Linked DNA regions of Mus musculus: region 1 is linked to region 2. Evidence: chromatin contacts called from public HiChIP or PLAC-seq data. All regions are on one chromosome and are shown on one strand. The core of a region is the stretch at or near the end of the contact, and the rest is flanking DNA. Distances in the headings are between cores, read along the strand shown. Region 1 overlaps Cda (cytidine deaminase). Region 2 overlaps Ece1 (endothelin converting enzyme 1).

Evidence for each region. HiChIP or PLAC-seq counts read pairs in DNA pulled down with a chosen protein or histone mark.
Region 1: a contact with region 2 is called in a FOXA1 HiChIP or PLAC-seq map of pancreatic cancer cells. The contact joins two enhancer-like sites. A contact is called at or near these places in 1 of 115 datasets of contacts at active chromatin or transcription factors (pancreatic cancer cells) and 1 of 9 other capture datasets (embryonic stem cells).

What each region holds. Positions count from the first base shown.
Region 1 is chr4:138,353,928-138,358,999 of GRCm38.p6, reverse strand. The region is part of intron 1 of Cda (cytidine deaminase); the gene reads left to right. Among named protein-coding and RNA genes, the nearest start is that of Cda, 11 kb to the left of the region's middle. Within about 2 kb of position 2,564, at least 48 of the 459 cell types and tissues checked have an H3K27ac peak or open chromatin away from gene starts, as enhancers often do. A contact at or near this core is called in pancreatic cancer cells, where this site is marked.
Region 2 is chr4:137,953,238-137,958,053 of GRCm38.p6, reverse strand. Ece1 (endothelin converting enzyme 1) reads right to left here. Exons shown (of 19, transcript NM_001369179.1): 15 at 1,486-1,596; 16 at 852-919; 17 at 1-55. Among named protein-coding and RNA genes, the nearest start is that of Eif4g3, 38 kb to the left of the region's middle. Within about 2 kb of position 2,758, at least 55 of the 459 cell types and tissues checked have an H3K27ac peak or open chromatin away from gene starts, as enhancers often do. A contact at or near this core is called in pancreatic cancer cells, where this site is marked.

The sequences.
Region 1 (5,072 bases), core at 1,315-3,814, 400 kb before region 2:
CAGCACCCATATCAGGTAGTTCACAAACACGTGTAGCACTAGCTCCCAGGGATCCAATGCTTCTCACCTTTTCTGGCACCAAATGTGTGCACATACCCCTGAAGGCACCAGCACACACATGCACATACCCACATACATACATGTACTTTTAAAAAATTTAGAGGGAGGCTGGAGAGATGGCTCAGTGGTTAAGAGCACTGACTGCTCTTCTGGAGGTCCTGAGTTCAAATCCCAGCAACCACATGGTGGCTCACAACCATCTGTAACAAGACCTGATTCCCTCTTCTGGTGTCTGAGGACAGCTAGTGTACTTACATATAATAAATAAAATTTAATTAAAAAATAAATAAATAAAATAAAAAATAAAAAACTTAGAAAAACCTATAAAAAATAATGAATCGAATGTTCAGGAGGCTGGAGTTGTAGCTTGGTTGGTAGAGTGTTTGTTTTCCTAGAGTACTCCAAGCCCTGGGTTTGAACCCCAGCACCACACGCATCCACTCACCCCAGATAGGGAGCCTATAACAGACCCAGGAACAGATACCACCAAAGTCCAACTTGGTGAACCAAGGCGTTTATTGGGGTAACTTACAGGAATATGGGGGAGGGGTCACTTTCAGGAGCAGAAATGACTCAGCAGCTGCATTACCAAAGTCCATCCCAGCATGGGTGAGAGATCACAAACTGGGAACCTGGAATACACTGCACAGCCTGCAGGCAGCTCAGCAGCCTGGAGAGTGTCATCCCCAGCTGCCTCAGTTGGTCTCAACCTCTTCCAAGCAGTTCCATTTGTCTGAGAGTGACTCCCAGCGTTCTTTACTCCTCACTCTAGGGGAGGACAGTGCCTGGTGAATCTGGTCAGTTTCAGGGACTTCCTGAAGCTATTCTGAGTTGTTTACTTGCTGTCTTAAGGAGCTTCCCAGGAATACCGGGAATGTTTCAGTCTGGGAGGAAGCGGAGGCAGAGGTGAGGGGGAGGGGTGAGGTTCTAGGTCACCCTCAGTTATGTATCTGGTTTGAGGCTAGCCTGGGCTACAACAGACCTCAGCTCAAAAAAAAAAAAAAAGCAAGTAAGTAAGATAGAAGGAAGAAAGGAGGGAGGGAGGGAGGGAGGGAGGGAGGGAGGGAGGGAGGGAGGGAGAGACAGTGAGAGAGAGAGAGAGAGAGAGAGAGAGAGAGAGAGAGAGAGAGAGAGAGAGAGAGAAGAAGAAAGTATGTAGTGAGGAGAGCAGAGGTGGCAGAAGCAGAGACAAAGGCAAAGCCCGGCTGGGTCTTTTTTGTCACTTGTGAGATGCTTGTCCCTCAGTTTTGCATTACTATAATAAAACACTCGAAGCTGTTGACTTTAGAGTAACGGTCTGTGTGTTGTATAATTTCTGGGCCTCTGACCAGGGCCACCTCTTAGAGGAACACAGCACCTCCTAAAAGTGCCACCCTAGGAACCACTCAGAGTTTTGGAGAACACTCAGTGTCTAAATCATAGCAGCTAAGCCCAAGACAATAGACAACAGAAACATTAAACAAACGAACGAACAAACAAACAAAAGATGAAGTTACTCCGAATTTGATTTTGTTCTTTTCTTGAGATAGGGTCTCATGGAGCTCAAAGTAGGTCCAACTCACTGTGTATCTGAGGCTGGCCTTGAACTCCTGATCCTCCTGCCTCCCTCTGTCAAGTTCTGAGGTTACAGGTGTCTCTTTCTCCTGATTTCTTTTTTTTTTTTTTCTTGGTTTTTCGAGACAGGGTTTCTCTATATAGTCCTGGCTGTCCTGGAACTCACTCTGTATACCAGGCTGGCCTCGAACTCAGAAATCCACCTACCTCTGCCTCCCAAGTCCTGGGATTAAAGGCGTGTGCCACCATGCCCGGCTCCTGATTTCTAAGATCTGATAAGAATTTAATTTTGATTTGGTGACTTGAAACTTCTCAGCCCAGGGTGACTTCATCTGAGGCTCAGTGCTTGCAATGGTCATTTAAGAACGGGAAGACTGGGTTCCTACACTAAATGTTCAGAGCCTGTGAGGCAAAAGGTTTGGACAGAAACTCAGTTTGCCTTAGAGAGGTGGGGTCCTGCTGAACCCATCCCTCCACTCCCCTCAGTGTTCAGACATTGTCTGTAGTTTAAACAAAGTGCTTCTGAGCTTCCCCCACAGGCCCCCCCCCCAGTTGTCCTGAGAAAGGAGTCTTCTCTAACTGTGGCAGTTTGCTTTAATAGCCACTCACTCGGCCCTTGGATCTCAAGTTTGGTGTGACTCATGTGTATCGGGAAAGTGTCAGGCCTGAGTCAGGGACCGGTCAGTGTTGCGGCCGCCAGCAGCTCGCAACATGAACAGAAGGTCAGAGAGGGCTGGAGAGAATTGCAGGCCTCCTGCAATTTCTTCTTTCTAAAAAAACATGTGTGCGTGTGTGTGCGTGTGCGTGTGCGTGTGCGTGTGTGTGTGTGTGCGTGCTTGTAAGCATGCAACAGCGAGTAAGGAGATTGGGGGTCAGAGAAGAGAACGGCTTTCAGAGTCTGTTCTCCCTTCCTCCACGAGTTCCACGAGTTCCACGAGTTCCAGGGGACACAGTCATCCGGTGGCCTGTTAGGACAAGTGCTTTTAGTGGCTGAGACATCTTACCAGCCCGAGAGGTGCTTCAAGGAAGTCATTTCAGGCTAGGATGAGGAACCTGGCTTAGAGCCAAGCCTGGCTCACCAGACCTGTTATCCCAGCTACTCAGGAGGCTGAGGCAGGAGGATGGCACGGTTAAGGCCAACTTGGTCTACAGGAGTTTAGTGTTGACCTGGGCCAAGACCTTCTCTTAAAATTAAAACAAAACAAAACAAACAAACAAACAAACAAAAAGACACCCACAAACCCCACAAAGGGTCTTAGGGAGGTAGTTCAGCGGCAGAGCTCTTGCCTGGCATTCAGTGTACTAAGTTCAGTCTCTAGGAACCCCTCAAATCCCCTCTACCCATCAAAGGGACCTGCCTTGAGAGATAGGATGGAGAAGGCTTAGAAACAAAGAATAATCTTGATCCGGCACAAAGGGGCACAGAGCAAAAGGAGTGGCAACCAGCAAGGTTTGTTTGTTTGTTTGTTTGTTTTTGGTTTGGTTTGTTTTTAATAAAAAGAGTGTGTCCTGACTCAAACCGGACTAACAAGCACACCAGGGCAAGTGCCTGTGTAAGCATTTTATCAGGTAGGAAAGGTCAAAAGATAAGATTTTCATGAGTTTTACAATGGGTAGTGTGTGTGTGTGTGTGTGTGTGTGTGTGTGTGTGTGTGTGTGTGTGTGTGTGTGTGTGTAATATTGGCCCTTGGTGGGCTAGCTTCCTTTGATAGGAGATAGGAGAAAAAAAACAACACTTTTCTTATCCAAGAAAGGCTTGTTCCTTTCTTCAGCCAGCCCTGGACACTTCCCATTCTCTGTGATAAGCCCCAGTTTCATATCAAGTACCAAATGTTGACTGTTGTTCTCAGGGTTGCCTAGTCCTGAGCATCCCAGGTTGTGAATCCCGGCTGTCTTCCTTGGCCTCTTCATGACCACAGTGACAGAGATACACATGAACTGTTGTAGGCTAAAGAAATGTATGAGCTCAGCCAGGCGTGGTGGCACACGCCTTTAATCCCAGCACTCAGGAGGCAGAGGCAGGCGGGTTTCTGAGTTCGAGGCCAGCCTGGTCTACAAAGTGAGCTCCAAGACAGCCAAGGCTATACAGAGAAACCCTGTCTTGAAAAAAAAACAACAACAACAAAAAAGAAATGTATGAGCTCACGTAACTACCCCATGGAAGGAACTGGAGACTATCCAGGCCTCAGCTGCCTAAGTACAGACACGCCTCGCATTCTGTGCAAAGGTTCTCTAATGGTCCCTTCCAGAACAAAAGGGAAATATGGCCATCCTCTGGGCAGATCAGAAGGTCTACACAGAGAAGAGCCCTGAGTGGCCAGTTTGGGTGAGATGGTAATCTGTCAGCTAGACAGTAGGGAGGCCACATAAGAAAAAAATGGCAGCTTCCGTCTAAATCATCTGCAGGGAATGAGGTGACCCTTTATAAAAGAGAGGAAAAGTGGTTCAGTCCATAAAGTACTTGCTATAAACCTGAGTTCCGCTCTCCAGCACGCACATAAAGAGAGCTGGCATAGCATAACAGGGTAACCTGCTATCCCAGATTAGGGCAGGCAAAGACAGGATAGCAGGATCCCTGGGGCTTGTAGGCCATCCAGAGTAGGTGAACTGATATGGTCCAGGTCCAGCGAGAGACCCTGTCTTCATAAATGACAATAATTGGGCTGGAGAGATGGCTCAGCGTTTAAGAACACTGACTGCTTTTCCAGAGGTCCTGAGTTTGATTCCCGGCAACCATATGGTGGCTCACAACCATCTGTATTGGGATCTGATGCATCTGATGCCCTCTTCTGGTATGTCTGAAGAGAGTGACAGTGTACTCCTATACATAAAATAGTAAATAAATCTTTAAAAAATCAATAATCAATCAATAAACAACGGTAAGGGCTAGAGAGATGGCTCAGCAGTTAAGAGCACACACTGTTCTTACAGAGGACCCAACTTTGGTCCCCAGCCTCCACCACAGGAGGTTCACGACCACCTGTGGCTCCAGCTCTCACAGGGACCAAATGCCTTGTTCTGAACTCCACAGCAGTCACACTCACATGTGCACTCACAGGCTCACACATATGTACACATAGTTCCAGATAAGATAAGACAGGAAGTGACTGAGGAAGACTCCAACACCAGCCTCTAACCATGTGTGCACATCGTTACACATACATATGTGTACATATACACATTTGCAGAGTCACAGTAGCAAAATAAAGAGACACTAATGTCAAAGCGGTTGGTGCTCACTGCATTCTACAGTGGTGCCCACTGTATACACCAGCCCTTCCTCCCCAATGTAGGAACCTGTCACCATCTAACAGTGCAGGGCCAGCCCTAGCCTGGCCATGAAACGTGCTGGCCTTCCTCCCAGCAGATTTATAGCTATGGCATCCTGCCAAAGGTCTAGTGACAGCCATCAGTTCTGGTCCATGGATCCATGTGGTCTCAAAAGCCGTGAGCAATGT
Region 2 (4,816 bases), core at 1,509-4,008:
ACGGACGAGTTCTTCCACCAGGGTCGAAGGTTCCCATCCTTGTCGTACTCCCGACCTGTGGATGACGGAGGAGAGTGGTCACTCAAGGGACCCACTGATGCTCCTCTGGGGTATGTGGATGGGAGCGACTCATGGAAAATTCAAGGGCACAGAGGACCAGGGCTGGCCTTTTTAAAAAGAGATTTATTTATTTTATGTACACGAGTACACTATAGCTGTCTTCAAACATGACAGAAGAGGGCATCGGATCTCATTACAGATGGTTGTGAGCCACCATGTGGTTGCTGGGATTTGAACTCAGGACCTCTGGAAGAGCAGTCAGTGCTCTTAACAGCTGAGGCATCTCTCCAGCCCCAGGCTGGCTTTTAATACTGGGCCCTGACCCCAAGGAATAGATTCCCAGCCAGGGCTGCCAATGCCAGGACCACAGGTAGGACCCAGCCTTTTCTTCTGGGCTATGGGATCCCCCAGGCAGGAGGCAATGCGTGGGATTCTGGTAGTTAGCTAATGATGAGGCCTGACTGCCATTTCTCTGAGGAGATAAGTTTCTAGAATGGTAGAGAACTGTACACTCCCTGCCGAATACTACTGCCAACCTCTAAGCAAGAGCGCTCTCCATACTCAGGGGCTTTGGAGTAGCCCCTGACCTTTTCACTGATACATGGAATCCTCATATTCGTGGTATAGATAAGAAAAGAGAGGTGTGAACATGTGAGGAGACCGGCTGAAGCTCATTCCACCAAGCTCTGAACACTAATCCCTCTGTATGACTCTCCTTCGAAGTGAAGGGAGGAGGGGCTGGAAGCAGGCCAGTTCTATCTGAATGCGCCCCCCCCCCCAGCAACCTGTACCTTGATCATCGAAAGCGTGAGTCAGCTCGTGGCCCACTACGACACCAATGCCACCGAAGTTCAAGGCGCTGGAGAAGGAACATATAAGTGAGGGTGAAGCCAGCTATAGGACCCAAGACATAGCAGCGACCTGCAAGGGCTTCTGGGAATATGGCTCTTGGAGATAGCTGGAGGCTGGACAGAGTTAGTTACACTCAACTGTGTCCTCTGGGGGCCAGGCATGTGTCTATGTCACTCAAGAGAGTTGGGTCTTAATACTCATGAACGGACAGAGAGGGTGGGGCCACACCAGCCTCTGCCGAAGTGTCACACAGTATATATCCAGTCTGGGATTCAAATCTGGGGCCATGGCTTCCAAAGCCTGTCTTCAGGGGACACAGGCAGAATGTCTGCTCTCCAGCTCCGGGACCCTGACTCTGTGACATGCTCCTCCCACACCCTCTCTGCAGAGTTAAGAGCGGTCAGGAGGGGAGGACTGGGGCCACAAAAGCTGCTTCCCAACTCCAGGCCTTCTAGGTCTGGGCACCAATGGCTCAAGGAGACCGGCCGGTTAAACAGTCAGTTATGGGCTCTGGGCCAGACTGGATTGGGGATTGCTGAGGCTGGGGAGTGGTTGGGCTAAGACATAACCTACTTGGGTGAAGAGCGGGTATAAAATGGCGCCTGCAGTATTCCAGCTGGAAACACGATCTCGTTCTTGGTGGGCGAGTAGTAAGCGTTCACCATGGGCGGCGTCATACTCCACCTGCAAGCCACAAGCACACGTGAGCTCTCCCGCAAACCTGCTGGAAGGGGAGGGGGACGTGGCTTAGAGACCGTGGTCTGGAAGCTGGGCGTGGTACACTTTGAGAGGCAGGGGCAGGTGGATCTCTGTGAGTTTGACACCCACCCAGTCTACAGAGCCAGTTCCAGGACAGCCAGAGCTACATCATAGAGACAAACTGTCTCAAACAAACAAATGTGGCTTTTGGGAGCTGAGGGATGTGGGTCAGAGTGGAAGAGTGTTTGTCTTAAGATGTACAAAGCCCTGGGTTCAATTCCCAACACTGTGTAAAACAGATGGCAGTGCACGCTGTAATGCAGGCAAGAGGAAGCAAAGGACCAAGAGGTCAAGGTCATCGCCATCCCATCCTTACAGTCACACATCTGAGTGCCAGGCTCAAGATGCTTTTAGCAGCAGCTCTCAAATGCCGACCAAGGCTGCCCTCAAAGGTGCTCTACCAAAAACCACAGAAGCTGCCTGAAATGCTATCATTGTGGAGGCAGAGCCAGGAGGTGGTGGCACACACCTTTAATCCAGGCCCTTGGCAGGCAGAGGCAGGTGGCTCTCTGAGTTCAAGGCCAGCCTGGTCTACAGAGCGAGTTCTAGAACATCCAGCGCTACACAGAGAAACCTTGTCTTGAAAAACAAAAGCAAAGATGTGGAGACAGGAGGATCAGGAGTGCAAAGTCCTCCTCAGCTGCGTAATGAGTTCAAGGCCAACGTGGGTGACGTGAACTTGCGTTTCAACCCCCCCAACCCCCAGAAAAAAAACACCACCATCACCACCACCACCAACAACAACAAAAAACCCAAAACAGGCAGCGGGCAGGTGACTGGGGAGCAGGATCAGAGATCTGGAGCTTGCTAGCTAGACTAGTGACTCTGGGTTCAAGAAGGAGACCCTGCCTCAACAGAATGGAAGCTAATGGAGGAAGATGCTTCCATCTCCCCCTGTAAGCTCCACACACGCAAATAAGCACACATGTGCAAACAAACAAACAAAGCCAGAAAACCCCCTCTAGGAACAAGCCTCAAACCCAGACCGACAAGCCACACTCACTCTCTGAATGTCCCTGAGAGGCTCTCTAAGCCCAGCCCCCACAGCACAAGCCTCTTGCTCTGCGTCACCCGGTGGGCCTCGCCCACGAAGCGCATCAGAGTTCTTATCCTGCTTCCTTTCCAGAGTGGCTGACAAACCACAGGCATGTGCAAGCAGATACTGCACATTTTCTTGTGGATGGGTGGGGTGAGTTCACAATCTCTGGGAAAACAACTGATGTCATCTGTTACCCATGACAAGAATGTAAGGTTTCAAAATAATCTTGGGGTGGGCTGAGATGGCTCAGTGACTAAGAGCACTGGCTGCCCTTCTAGAGGACCTGGGTTCAGGTCCCAGCTGCCATAGGGCAGCTTACAATGGCCCGTAAATCCAGTCCCAGGGGATCTGATGCTCTCTTCTGGTCACCAGAGGAACTGCATGCGTGTGGTAGACATATATACATAAAATAAATACATGCGTAAAATAGGTAAAAATCCTTTTCTTTCTTTCGTTCTTCCCCCACCCCCCTGAAAAAAGAGTTTCTATCTGTTGCCCTAGGTCTTGGAAGTCCCTCTATAGATCAGGCTGGCCTGGTAACTCAAAGATTCGCCTACCTCTGCCTCCTGAGTGCTGGGATTAAAGGCATAAGCCACAACCACCCAGCTAATTTTTTTTATTATTATTATAAAAGGGATAGTAATATGTACAAGCATTAGACTATGCACAACTATTAAAGTCTTCCTCTTTCCTGCTGGGCATGGTGGAACAGACTTTTAATTCCTGCACTTGGGAGGCCAAGGTGGGCAGATCTCTGTGAGTTTGAAGCCAGCCTGGTCTACATAATGAGTTCCAGGAGAGCCAAGGCTAGGTAGAGAGACCCTGTCCCAAAAAAATCCAAAAGAAAAACCACGACCAACAAAAACCTTCCCACTTCCTAACTGGCTGTCTGTGTGAGGCTGGCTTTTCTATATATACTCTTAAGCAAACTGTTAGAGTGGATGATATAGAGGCAGACATGAGAACCCAGCTGCCTGCTAAACCAGAAATAAAGAAAGCTGAGGAGACTGGGGCTGAGCACAGTTGTAGAGAAAGGCTGATTCCACCCCCAGAGCTGGTCCTGAAAACAGTAAACCTCTGTTTTTATCAATACCTCTGTTTTTATCATCCACTCAATTATCTACCTACCGAGAAAAGATTCATGGGAGCTAGAGAGATGGCTCAGCAGTTAAGAGCACTTTTTTGTTTGTTTTCTTTTCTTTCTTGTTTTTTGTACATTTTTGGTTTGTTTGTTTTTCCAAAACTTTGGAACTCACTCTGTAGACCAGGCTGACCTCAACTCCGATCCGCCTGCCTCTGCCTCCCCAGTGCTGGGATTAGAGGCGTGCACCACCACTGCTGACTGCACTTGTTGCTCTGGCAGAGGACCTGGATTTGGTTCTCATTATCACATGGCAGCTCACAACCATCTGTGTCTCTCGATCCAGAGCATCTGACCCCTCTTCTGACCTCTGTGGGCACCAGGCATGCACACGGTACACAAACAGAAAAGCAGGCAAAATACTCATCTATGTCATGAAAAACATTGTAAAGGTTGCCAGGTAACTGTGGGGCAGAGCCTAGAAGAAATGCCGAGACGAGGAGCCACACACCAAGAGAGGCAGCCAGACCAAGAGGGACTCAGAAGATCGGATGAGATAAATCAGTGAAATCAAATGGACAGAATCCGGCATGCAACCGGCATCCAGTAACTGCTGAATGTCACAAGAACTCCAGAAGGCTGAGGCAGGAGGATAATGAGGTCAGGAGGAAGAAGAAGAGGAGGAAGAAGAGGAAGAGGAACTGATAATGCCAGCTAGCCCTAGAGTGAAGCTGATTCTTGTGGGAAACAAAGCCAAAAGCAGGAAATATAAATTAATCTAAGTAGACAGCTAAGAATTGTATGTTAATTCAAGTCAGCTAAACCGATCTGTAAAACATTCACTTATATAAAACCAATCAATCCATCAATCAACCAATCAATCTTTGGGCTGGAGAGATGGCTCAGTGGGTAAGAACACTGACTGTTCTTCCGAAGGTCCTGAGTTCAAATCCCAGCAACCACGTGGTGGCTCACAACCACCCACAGAGTGAGCAGATGTGTCATAAATTCAATTCCCAACAACC